Linked DNA regions of Zea mays: region 1 is linked to region 2. Evidence: chromatin contacts called from public Hi-C data. All regions are on one chromosome and are shown on one strand. Each heading gives the region's core, a stretch centred on a gene start, on an enhancer-like site or on the middle of the called end of the contact. The rest is flanking DNA. Distances are from core to core; before and after follow the strand shown. Region 1 holds the start of LOC103649745 (probable carboxylesterase 15). Region 2 holds the start of LOC100192589 (Histone H3.2).

Evidence for each region. A called contact is a pair of places that touch in the nucleus more often than the background predicts.
Region 1: a contact with region 2 is called in a Hi-C map of tassel, with 2.8 times the contacts expected there. The contact joins the promoter of LOC103649745 here to the promoter of LOC100192589 in region 2. A contact is called at or near these places in 2 of 25 Hi-C or Micro-C datasets (ear and tassel).

Annotation. Positions count from the first base shown.
Region 1 is chr3:15,693,105-15,699,483 of Zm-B73-REFERENCE-NAM-5.0, reverse strand. It overlaps LOC103649745 (probable carboxylesterase 15), which reads right to left and starts at 4,312. Exons shown (of 1, transcript XM_035966152.1): 1 at 2,461-4,312. The coding sequence starts at 4,206. The coding sequence ends at 3,478. LOC118476634 (probable carboxylesterase 15) reads right to left here and starts at 3,117. Exons shown (of 2, transcript XM_035966153.1): 1 at 2,652-3,117; 2 at 427-1,300. The coding sequence starts at 3,117. The coding sequence ends at 2,653. LOC103649744 (a long non-coding RNA gene) reads left to right here and starts at 5,138. Exons shown (of 5, transcript XR_563681.3): 1 at 5,138-5,262; 2 at 6,356-6,379.
Region 2 is chr3:15,422,904-15,428,828 of Zm-B73-REFERENCE-NAM-5.0, reverse strand. LOC100192589 (Histone H3.2) reads left to right here and starts at 1,747. Exons shown (of 1, transcript NM_001137804.2): 1 at 1,747-2,507. The coding sequence starts at 1,817. The coding sequence ends at 2,227. It overlaps LOC103651777 (G-type lectin S-receptor-like serine/threonine-protein kinase At2g19130), which reads right to left. Exons shown (of 1, transcript XM_008677477.4): 1 at 4,025-5,925. The coding sequence ends at 4,198.

The DNA of each region.
Region 1 (6,379 bases), core at 3,063-5,562, 270 kb before region 2:
GACTTGGAGGTGCTGAAAGGGATTCTCAACGCGTTCGAGGGGTGTTCAGGCCTAAAGATCAACTATGACAAAACAGAAATTTTCCCAATTCGATATCCAGCATCATTATGGCCAACGCTAATGGATGTGTTTCCTGGAAAATACACTAGCCTACCCAGGAAGTACCTTGGGTTACCCCTTCATTACAGGAACGTAAAAAGGATTGATCTCCAACCACTAATTGAAAAAATTAATAACAGGTTGGCTGGTTGGAAAGACAAACTGTTGTCCAAGGCTGGTAGGGAAACTCTAGTAAAATCGGTGCTATCCGCACAGCCAATCTACCACCTAACGATTTTCCACCTCAAAAATGGCTGCTGCAAACAATTGACAAAATGAGAAGAAACTTCCTGTGGAAAGGGAGCAATCCAGAGGCTTGCACCGGGGGTCACTGCCTTATCAACTGGCCCACAACTTGCCTCCCAAAGAGCAAGGGGGGTCTTGGAATTCTGGATCTTGATCGTTTTGCGAGGGGGTTAAGACTAAGATGGCTATGGCTGCGATGGAAGAGCAAAGACAGAGCGTGGACTGCCATGAAGGTTCCTTGTGACAAAACTGATGAAGATCTCTTTAATGCTTCCACATCTGTGACGGTTGGCAATGGAAATCTAGCTGGATCCGAGGTCAAGCCCCTAAGAACATTACACCATCACTATTCAAGAAGACAAAGAGGAAGAACATCACGGTTGACAAAGTGCTCACTAACAACAATTGGATACGATTATGCTCCCCATACACGGGTGAGGATGAGCTTAGAGAGTTCGTCTCTCTATGGCAGGCCATAGGTAACATGCAGGAGCTTAATGGTTTGGAGGACACCATTACTTGGAGATGGTCAGCAGATGGGCAGTACAGTGCAAGCAGTGCATACAAAATCCAATTCTCATCCAATTACAGTAAAATGAATCTCTGTCCGATTTGGAAGGCTAAGGTGGAACCGAAGTGCCGCTTTTTTGCTTGGACACTACTACATAAGAGAATCCTAACGGCCGATAACCTTCATAAAAGGGGTTGGCCTTGCAACCCAATATGTTGTCTCTGCAACTCGGCCCCAGAAACAATTCTCCACTTATGCAAGGATTGCCCCTTTAGTAGAGAGGTGTGGAACAAAGTGTTGTCTTGGGCCAACCTTCCTTTCCTGATTGGGATTCCCAGTTCCACATCTCTGTATGATTGGTGGACGGGTCTGCGTAGCCTTTGCAACAGACAGTCAAGAAGATGCTTCGACGACCTGCTAATTTATTTTTGGTGGAATTCATGGCTGGAAAGAAATAACAGAATTTTTCAAAGTCAGCATAGAAGCGTAGAACAAGTGGCTCTTGCAGTCAAGGATATTGCTAGTAGCTGAGGTCTTGTTGGTCTGGACTAGTGGTTTTTTGTTTTCTTTTTAAATTCCTTTTGACTCTTTTTATTTTATTTTTTTTTTTGCTTTGTTTCTTCCCTCCAGTTGCTTGGGTTTTGTATTCTCCCTTTCTTTCTTCTCTAATCTAATATATATCGGAGCGGCAAGTCTTTTACCCCTTCCTTTCAAAAAAAAATTGGAGTAGCAAATGAGATACTCTAAAAAATTATACTATACCACTTAAAAATCTATGAAGTTTGAAACCCTGAAGTTAAATTGTTTAGCTGCCGTCTGTCGACTCTTTAAATTTTGCTTTGGAGCCCTATCAAACAGCCTCCAATTCCCAATCTGTTTAAAGACACAAGAAACGACAGAACACCACGACAGAACACCTGCTAAAATTCCTCTAAATTACTCCTTCCTCAAAGAAATTTAATTTTTTACAACCTCCTAAACGAAAGTTTCATCAATTATATATGAGGGAGAAAAAAACGATAAATGTGAACATCACTGTCCATTCCAGGTACAGGTTCTTATTGCGACGTGTCAACTGCGAGCTGGACTAAGGCTGGTGCCAATGGGGGCTAGAAGGGAGGCGAGAAGGGCCCTCTACCGCCCCGCGCGAGGCGATAGGCAGGCGAGAGGGAGAGAGAGGGCGACGGCACTCACGCCCGGCGAGAGCGGGCGATATCGCCCCGCTCTCGCCCGCGTTGGCGCGCGCGTCTGGGCGAGAGGGAGGCGAGAGGGAGGCGAGAGGGGGGCGACGCACTGACGGGGCGAGAGTGAGGCGGGCGAGAGTGCGGTGGCGCGACGTGATTGGTCCACGTGTGCCACGTGGACTAGCCGTTTTTTACCGTTTGGAGTCCAAAAAATTCAAAAAAAAAATTGCAAAAAATCACAAATTTCATTTCCAATCCATCTATAAATATCCCTACCTGTTGGAGGTCATAATTAGATTTATGTAATTTTCTATTAATTGTTATGTAATTTTTTAATTGTCATGTACTTTTCTTTTAATTATTATACACTTTGTAATTTTAAATTCAATAAAAAATATTATGTTGTGTGATTTGTAAGCGTTGAAATAAATCTGTGTGAATTATTTAATCCTGAAATAGAAAAGCTGATGTGGTTATGGGCTGAGGCTATAGCCTGCTACAGCCTGTGCACTGGAGCAGCAGAAGTGAGAGTGGAGGCGAGAGCTGACGTGGCAGGGGCGAGAGAGAGGCTGTGCACTGGACTCAGCCTAAGGCAATAGCGACAAATTCACCTCAGCCGAGAGCAGCGCCCTGGTTCACGAAGCGCTTCAAGATTCGCATCAGCTCATCCCTCGCCTCGCTCCACGGTCCGACAGAGAAGCCATGCCCTTCTCCCGCGAACTCGGCGAGCTCCACGGGCTTCCCCATCTCCCTGAGCCTGGCGGCGTAGCGCCACACGTGGCCGTGCAGCACGTCGCGCTCGGGCGCCACGACGAGCGCCGGCGGCAGCGGCAGCGGTTCCAGGCTCGGGCTGCCCGGGCCGAACGGGTTCGCCAGCGGGTGGTCCCGGATGGCCCCCACCGGCAGCGCCATGCGCCAGAGCTGGTCAATCGTTTCCACCGTCAGGTACACGCCGGCCGGGGGATCGGACTCCGTCGCCACGCGCTCGACGCTGCCAAAGAATGCGGAGAAGAGGACGGCACGAGCCGAGCCGAGCTCGGCTCGCTGCGGCTCGCTCGTGTAACGAGCCGAGCTCGGCTCGGCTCGCCCATCTCACGAGCTCGAAAAAGCGGCTCGGCTCGGCTCGCTCCTGGCTCGCGAGCCGGCTCGCCGAGCCAACGAGCCTAGGCATAAAATTAAATCTACTCTCTAAATTATAATATAAAATCTTAAAAATATTTTAAATAACATATTTTAAATTAGTAAAATAGATATATCACTAATATAATATATAAAATAGATTATTTTTGTATAGTAATTTCAAATAACATAAATTAATTGTCTACTCGATATTAATATTATATGCTAATTAAGATTATATGTAACAAATTGTTGTTGGGTCGAGCCACGAGCCAGCTCGCGAGCTGCACCGAGCCGAGCCGAGCTGGCTCGCTCTTTTCACGAGCCAGAAAAACAGGCTCGGCTCGGGCTCGTTCGGAGCGTCGAGCCGGTCCGAGCCGAGCCGAGCTGCCGCGAGCCCGAGCCAGCTCGTCGAGCTCGAGCTTTTTTTCCAGCCCTATACCCGGCGACGCGCACCGCGGCGCCGAGCGCGATCTGCCCAGAGGCGATCCGGACCACGATGTGGTGGGCCAGGTTGGCGCCGGCCGACCCGCCGGACACGAACGTCCGGGAGAAGTCGGCCGATTCGGCGAGCCACGGGTCGGCGGCGCCCGGTGCAGCAGGCTGCGCCTGCGCCTGCGCGCGCAGCCAGGAGAAGAACGCCGCGCCGTCCTCTACCGCCGCGGGGAGGCGGTGCTCCGGGGCGAGGCGGTACTGGACTGAGAGCACGACGGCGGGGAGCTCGGCGGCGAAGCGCTGGCAGCAGGAGTGGAACAAGGGGTGGTCGTAGGCGCCGCCGCAGTAGCCCCCTCCGTAGAAGTACACCAGCACCGGGAGCTTGCCCTGGTTGCCGCCGCCGGGGGTCGGCGGCGGCTTGTACACGCGGACCTTGAGGCCGCGAGTCGCCTCGTACACGGCGTCCTTCCACTGGACGCCGGGGACGTCCGGGCACGGCCCTGCCGGCATGATGGTCGACTCGTCGCCGCGGACGATGGAACCATCGCTGAAGATCTGGATGACGCCTAAGAAGTCCTCCACGACGTGCGGCGGCGCCGTGCTGCCGGACATGTTGGCGGTGGATTGAGAATCGCCTATCGAGGATGCCACAGACTGACAGCTTGGGCTTGAGTTCGCGATTTGCAGAGCTGAGGCTCTATACCATATTTTCCCCCATATGCTATGGCCACCACACCGTGTATATATAATAATAATATATAGTGTGTAAAATATTAGTTTTAATTAAAGTTTAAAATAGAAGATAGAAGATAACCGTGCAAAATATTAATTTTAAGTGGAATTTGAAATAGGGGATACAATGGGAAAGGCTGTTGGCAGAGAACTAAAATAAGGCACGCGAACCATTTTCCATGGAGATTCTTGATGCGTAGCCGTGACTTGTCATCAGTTTTCACATGTGCTTTTGACTTCTGAGGTCAGGTTCAAAGTCAGAGCAGCCAAGATTGGCTTGTGTTCCTTGGACTACTCAACGAGCTAATAAGCTACGCGGCGGCAGGAGAGTGGCTTCGAGCTAGAGCAAGACGGCGTAAGGTCATTCCCGGCGGGAGTTTTATCATAGTTTCATTCTCATTAAATATAGTTTCATTCTCATTAAATATAGTTTCATTCTCATTAAATGAGATAACACATTACCATATTTAATGATATGATACGATATTTATGATAAGAAAGATGGAGTTTTATGGGAGAAGTGAGAGTTTCATCCAGATGAAACTCAGGATACACGGTTTCATAGACAAAAATTGATGTTACTTTTGAAAATCGTAATCGTGCAATGAAACTTTCACTAGGAATAGCCTAAAAGTGTCTGCTTTTCCAAATTACTACTATACAAAGCGGGACGCAAACGCTCTCGTCCGTGCGTCCACGTGGGCTGGAAAAAAAACGTGCACACGATGTTTGATGAACGGACGCGATTTCTTCTCTGTCTGTTTGCGTTTGGAACCTTCCAGTAAAACAAATGTATGAATAGCTCGCCTCCGTTGTCTCCCAGAAGGGCCTCTCAAACGGCCTGGCGTCCCCAGCGAGGGTGAGGGCGACGTCGGGGACCAACAGCCGTGTGTCCTCTCTCCTCGTGTGCTCCGTCTGTCTCCACAGTTGGTACAGGTTCGTCCAACACGTCATCAATGTCTCCCTCGCCCTCGCTCTTCTCCCTAACCACGACGAGAGAAGGTCCACCTGATTTGGATCTACAGCGGGGCGGGTGCCGGAGAGCTCCTATGGCTGTATTGATCTGGGAGGACGAGGATATAGAGGAGATAGGTTTTCCCCTTAAATCATTTTGGAGCTCGGACCTGCTGCACTTGCGCCAATGTTCATGAGTAAGTAAAAAAACAGCCCGTTGACCTGGCCGCCTCCCTCGCATAAGCCCAAGCCGCCTCCGTCGACCGTGGTTCCCGGCGGTTTCTTCTTCCGACGATATCAGCGACACTCCTGGTCCCGATCGTCTCCCTCGCTGCATAGTAAGCGCGTGTCCGTCAACATCCTCCCATGCTTCCTCTTCTCCGTTATTTCTGTTCGCTAGGGTTTTGTGGTGATTTCGAATAGACGTTGTACCTTTGTGGGTTGGAGTGGGGAACGGACATTGTCGCCCCCGTTCTTCTGCCACCATTTGCAGAGCCGATACGCAAAGTCCCCTCTCCCGGTCCTGCAAAATAGTATGCTTATTACTGGCTGGTTTCTTTGTTGTGCAAGTCAAAATGGTTCTTTAATTACTCAAAATTGCAACACTAATTATTCTGGCCAAATCCTAGCACCGGCATTGCACAAGTCAATTTCAAAAGGTTTCTTCAATTACTCAAAAAATGCAGTGTTAATTATTCTGGTCAGATCCTAGCATCGGCATGGCAACAGCTCTTCACCTTCCGGTTCGATTCGGTCCCAGCTGCTGGCCTATTGTCGCTGCTCGCTCGAGGGGAAAAAGAACATGTAGGTGAAAAATGAGAGATCGAAAAGGAGCCTAGTCGTCTGACATGAAAAGCAGAAGTAGCCACTCTCACCGTTCTCCTTACGTTAATCTGTATAGGATAAGCAAATGCTAGAATCTTATGTTCACCAGAGAAGATTTGATTTCACTTTGGCGACTCCCTCTTAGTTCTTAGCTAAACTTGATTTGTTTAGTAAGCACCATCATAGTCCTATTTTTCATTGCCATTAATGTACACAACAAGATTTGATCTGTTAATTCCACATGTTGCAGGCCCTCTCGCCAGGTCGTTTCGTT
Region 2 (5,925 bases), core at 498-2,997:
CCAAGCAAGAACTTAGTTTATATACTCCTATATTTGTATATCTTGTTCTAACCACTAATCAAGGGATCTAGTTGGGGGATAAAGTTTTAATTTTCAGGTTCCGCCTATTCACCCCCCCTCTAGGCGACTTTCATGAGTAACCTATTTGGCCATCGCACTATTGCAGCCTCTTTAGTAAGGCTCTCCAAGTTGTGGATGTGTCACATCTGTGTAGACTCGCCTTCGACTGTGCGCCACCATCGTTGTGGAGGGTTGTGCTCCCTGTTGGCTGCCACACGCCTATGCCACATGCCTACGCCTATGTCACACGTGGATGCACATACATTGTTGCACATTGTCGTGAAAGAGAGGAGAGAATGTGAAGTTAGGGTTTGGGAGGGAGATGTTTTCTTATATGCTTGTATTGTGCATCAAACAATTCTAATTCATCATGTATTTATCTAGAGGTAGAAATTGACTAGGCCACACTGCACCATCATATTCTGCATGATTGGTTGGACGAGCTCCTGCGTGCAGGTCCCGTGCATGCGTTGACCGTAGCTGGGCGTGTGATTGGTTGGCTGCATGGTAGCGTCTGAGCTTGTCGCGCAGGTGTAGGCTAGACCTTTATACGCTCATTAGCCTGTATGCGCGGGGAAGTAAGAAACATCTGTATCAATCGATGCAGGATTGCGTGAGCCAGACGCCAAGGCTGCAGGCAAACCAATCGGGCCGATTGTGTCCGTGCTGGACTTGCGTCTTAGACATGGTATCGGTGCATTGTGCTTGCATATTTGGCCATCAAACTATTACAGAGGCTCTTGCATCAACAATTCCACCTCTCTCTCTGCTTCTATGAAAAAAATGTTCCCTCCTTATTTTTAGGAAGAGCCCTCAGAGGAGCACCTCATTTGGTTAGAAAATGCAGCTCCTCCTTTTGAAGGAGAGAGGACAAAAGAGAGAAGGAGAAGCATCTTTTTTGGGTTCTCGACTTCGCTCGGTTTATGGGAGTAGCTCCTTTATTTTTACGGAGAAGCTAACTGAGAAGCCTACTATTTGGTAGATTTTTTTAAAGAGCCTTTGGAATTTGGAAGAGACTTTGAAAGAGCCCTACTAAAGAGGACCTGCATCAATGGTTAAACTTCTCGATTCAGAAGTCATGTTTCATGCTATATTTCTCGTTTTCGGTCCGATATATACAAGATACGAAAACCGCTACAGGTTTTTATGTATTTCAGTTTAAAATTTTAAAATATAAAATCAAACTTTCGTAAAAAAATGGTTTTCGGAATTTACATAACAAAAATGTAATCACTGCGTGCATCACACGCCACGGTGGGCTGGACTACTGTGTGTGCTTATGCGCTTAACCGGGCTACCATTTCGGCCGTGAAATTTTGAGGTCCGAATGACGCTCCACGATGGGCTGCGTGAAGCCCAGCAGACAGCCCAACATTCGTAGAACTGGCCCGGGGAATTGGGCACTAGGTGAGGCTGGCGATCCGCATCGAAGCCGTCCCAGCCAATCACCTCGCAGATCACTCAACACGCGGATCGACCCCGCCAGCAGGCAGCAGCGACACCCTCGCCCTCCATCCCAATTCCCAATCCAACGACCCATAGTTGTCCGCCGCCCGCGCCAGCGCCCAGCGCTTCCGAAAATTTTCGCCATCCCAGCGTGCCCGCCCAAGCAGGCAAGCACACCCTCTGCCACCAGTATAAACCCAAAGCCCCCTCCGACGGCAGACCGCATCACACAGCTTGCAAGGCGCCCCATCTCTCAAACCATCCGAACCCCCCTCGCCGCTCACTCCCAAGCTAATCCCCGCCGGCAGCGATGGCCCGCACGAAGCAGACGGCGCGCAAGTCGACGGGCGGCAAGGCGCCGCGGAAGCAGCTGGCGACCAAGGCGGCGCGCAAGTCGGCGCCGGCCACGGGGGGCGTGAAGAAGCCGCACCGCTTCCGCCCGGGCACCGTGGCGCTGCGGGAGATCCGCAAGTACCAGAAGAGCACGGAGCTGCTGATCCGGAAGCTGCCGTTCCAGCGGCTGGTGCGGGAGATCGCGCAGGACTTCAAGACGGACCTCCGGTTCCAGTCCTCCGCCGTGGCCGCGCTGCAGGAGGCCGCCGAGGCCTACCTCGTGGGCCTCTTCGAGGACACCAACCTCTGCGCCATCCACGCCAAGCGCGTCACCATCATGCCCAAAGACATCCAGCTCGCGCGCCGCATCCGGGGCGAGAGGGCCTGAGCACCCCCGGTCTCTACTGCGATTCCTTCGCTTCCTGATTTCTGTAGCGGGAAGAACTACTGTAGTAGGCGAGGAACTACTGCGTGTTATATTGGGGTTGTGGGTAGGAAACTAGGAATGTTCTGTTGGTTTCGATGCAGTGCCCCCCGTGATACTGACATCCGTGCTGCTTGTTCTGTTCTTCCTACTACGAATGCGATTGTTACTATTATTTTAGCGTTTGTTTATGCGGTTATGCTTCTGGAACTGAACAGTGCTACTTGTTACCGCTTTCTGCCCCAACTTCCAACAGAAATAAATCCGCTACTCTGCTGCGTCAGTAGAATTGTAAAAATGAATCGAAGTCACAAAGGCGCGAAGTGTAAGCTGTGCAATGTTTTAAACTGTACGCGCAAGTGCTTTGTGTGGGCCAAAAATGATTGGTACAAATTGAAGTGGACCAAAATCCCCAAACGATTAGTTGGACGAGCAGGTTCCTAGGAGTAAAATGATAGAAAACAATAGGTAAACACTAAAATTATTTTCGTTTTCATATTTTTCATCGAAAACGGTAACTCTGAAAACAAAAATAACATCGGTAATTCGGAAAGATCGAAAACGAAAGTTTGGTATGAAAATTACATCTGTTAGGCTCAGAATCTAAAATTCGATTGATAAAAATTATAACATATATCTTCAATTGATTTCAAAAATTCACGCAAGTCATACATTCATATATAAAATTAGTAATAATATATAAGATATAAGGTCACATTAAATATATAAGGTAGATACAATAATAAAATAATTATTATGTATTTAAATAAAGTAGAATCAAGATGTGTATAATACTATGACAATTACATTCTATTTATACTCCTACTACTTGGCATAGTCAATATAATTAGTGTTCTCTTGGTTATTCTTAAGTTCTCGTGCAAATTATGAATATATGTATTAAGAGTAATAACATGTAAGAAAAATAAATAAGATTTATAAAAGTTTCAAACAATTCTAAATTATATATTATTAGATAGATCTTGATTTTAGGAAAATATTAAAATTAGTTTCATATTTTTCTAAGCTAAGATAATTTTATTATGAATTTATAAAGGTAAGTTCAAATTTAATATTTTTCTGAAAAATACCGAATTTATTAATAACGGTAAAATACCGAATAAAACAGTAATTTTCGGAAACAGTCGAAAGAGCCCAAACCGTTTCCGCTTCTGATTCCTATTTTTTCTACCGATTTCGTTTCCGTATTTTCAGTAAATATTTCCATTTACATCTAAATTTCGGCAAAACTTCGAAAATGATTTCCGGTATCTAAAAATTACCGTTTCTGTTTTCACCCTACAGGTTCTATCACACTGATCACATCGTTACCTCTAGGCTGTGCATTTAAGATCACTCGATTAATCACAATTAATCAGATAATTAGAAAATAGCGCGTGTGAGTATGGGAAACTAAATCCCGAGGCATATGTCTCCATGACAATGCGATAAATCACGACACTGCACTTAGTGTCGCGCTTGCCATCCATCCCTATATGTCATGGATTCTATACCAGTTGTGAATCGAAACTTTTCTTCGGTGACGATCGAAGCTCCGATAAGAATAAACTAATCATAATGAACTCTTAAAAACACAATGAATACTCTGGATTTTTTGGTGTTGTGCAAACCCCACTGTTTTTTCTTGTATTAGACATCTATTTATATAGATCTCGATCATAAAAAGAAAGCGAAGAAAAGAAAAAGAACAGCAAAGACATGCTCCGAATGATAACTTTTTAACCGAGTTTAACACTATCTCTATAAAAAGAAAATTAACCAGGATTCAAAATTACGTGCATTGCTAATAGATTTTAGCCGCAGAACTCCAATTTCGTACAGAACTATACAACTGTTCTTTTTTATTCTTTCTAAGACCAAATATACAACAGTTATATTGATATTCGATTAAAAAATTATTATACACGGACAAATTAATTGTGTGATCCACTCCCACTAGTAAAGGGTTGTGACGTTGACGTGCCTGAAACCGTAGTTGTCTGTTGTTCTGTTGACGAGTGTGGTCTCCCAAATATGGTCTCCAGCAACCTCGGCAGGGGTGGCATGTCGCAGTCCAAGACGCCCTCCAGTATCTGAACCACCTCCCCCATGGTCGGCCGGTCGGCCTCGTCGTCCTGGATGCACCAGCATGCCACCTTGCAGGCTCTCTCCACCTCCACGAGATCGGCGTCGCCGCAGAGCTTGCCATCCAGCAGACTGCTGACGCTGACTACGCCAGGCCCCTTGACGAGCTCCCTCGCAGCTTCCATGGGGAAGAACGCGAGCTCCTCCCGCGCGGCGTCGTCGTCACCAGAGCCACTGGCCGTGCAGTACTGCTCGCCGGCGTTCCTCCTCCCCGACACGAGCTCCAGCAGCACCATGCCGTAGCTGTACACGTCGACCTTGGGCGTGATGGCCGTCCCGCCGATCCACTCCGGCGCGAGGTAGCCCTTGGTGCCCCTCATCGTGGTGAGCACCCGGCTGAAGTCCCTCCCGACGAACTTGGCCATCCCGAAGTCGGCGATCTTGGGGAGCAGCGACGCGCCCAGCAGGATGTTCTCTGGCTTGACGTCGCAGTGGATGATGCGGTCCCGGCAGCCGTCGTGGAGGTAGGAGAGGCCCCTGGCGACGCCGACGGCGATCTGGTACCGGGTGCTCCAGTCCAGGAACACGCCGCCGCCGCTCTGGAACAGGTGGATGTCGAGGGACCGGTTCGGCATGTGCTCGTAGACGAGGAACCGTCTCTCGCCCTCGCAGCAGAAGCCGACCAGCCTCACCAGGTTGACGTGCTGGATGACGCCGATGGAGCTCACTTCAGCTCTGAACTGTTTCTCTCCCTGGAAGCTGCCGTCGAGCCTCTTCACCGCAACGCCCGTGGAGTCACGCAGCTGCCCCTTGAAGACGGAGCCGAAGCCACCTTGCCCGAGCTTTTCAGAGAAATTCTTGGTCGCGGAACGCAGCTCTCGGTATGAAAAGGCCGTGAGCCCACCACCGGCAGCAGCCCCTCGACCGTTCTTGGTTTTCTTCCTCCTACGGATGATCACTGCTACTGCCAGCGCCAGCAAAACCAAGGCAGCAGCGCACGCACCGGTGACGGCACCGATGGTCACTCCTCTTTTCCTGCGTCCTGATGTCTGAAACTCTGTTGCAGCGAGACGAAGATGAAGAGTTTCTACGTCGGAAACATAGTCGGCGTCGTTGCTTTGCGGCTGTTTCGCGTCGAGCAACCCACCCTGCCAAACGAGGCACCCCTGGCTGCCACCATAGGAATACGCAGTGCAGGAGCAGTTGGTCAGACATGCCGTTGAGCATTCAGCTGAACTCCTCGCGTTCTGCAAGGTACGCCCGTTGTCAGGCAACCCAATGCTAGGCATGGAGAAGAAGCCATCGGACGTTGAAGATGGCGCGCTGGCATTGCTGTTGTTACCAGTACTGCAATCCAGTGGAGCATCTCTAACGCACCCTCCTGTCCGGTCACCCTGTTCCCAGTCCATCGGCGACCTCACCGAGAAGCCCTTCATGCAGCTGCAGAGCTGCACCGCGGTATAGCTGCAGACCGTGAACGGCCCGCACGCAGCGTACACGTCGCACTGCGCCTTGGGCCCCGCGTAGAGCGTCAGCCAGCCCTTGGACGCGCCGAGCCACACCTGGTGCTTGTTCTG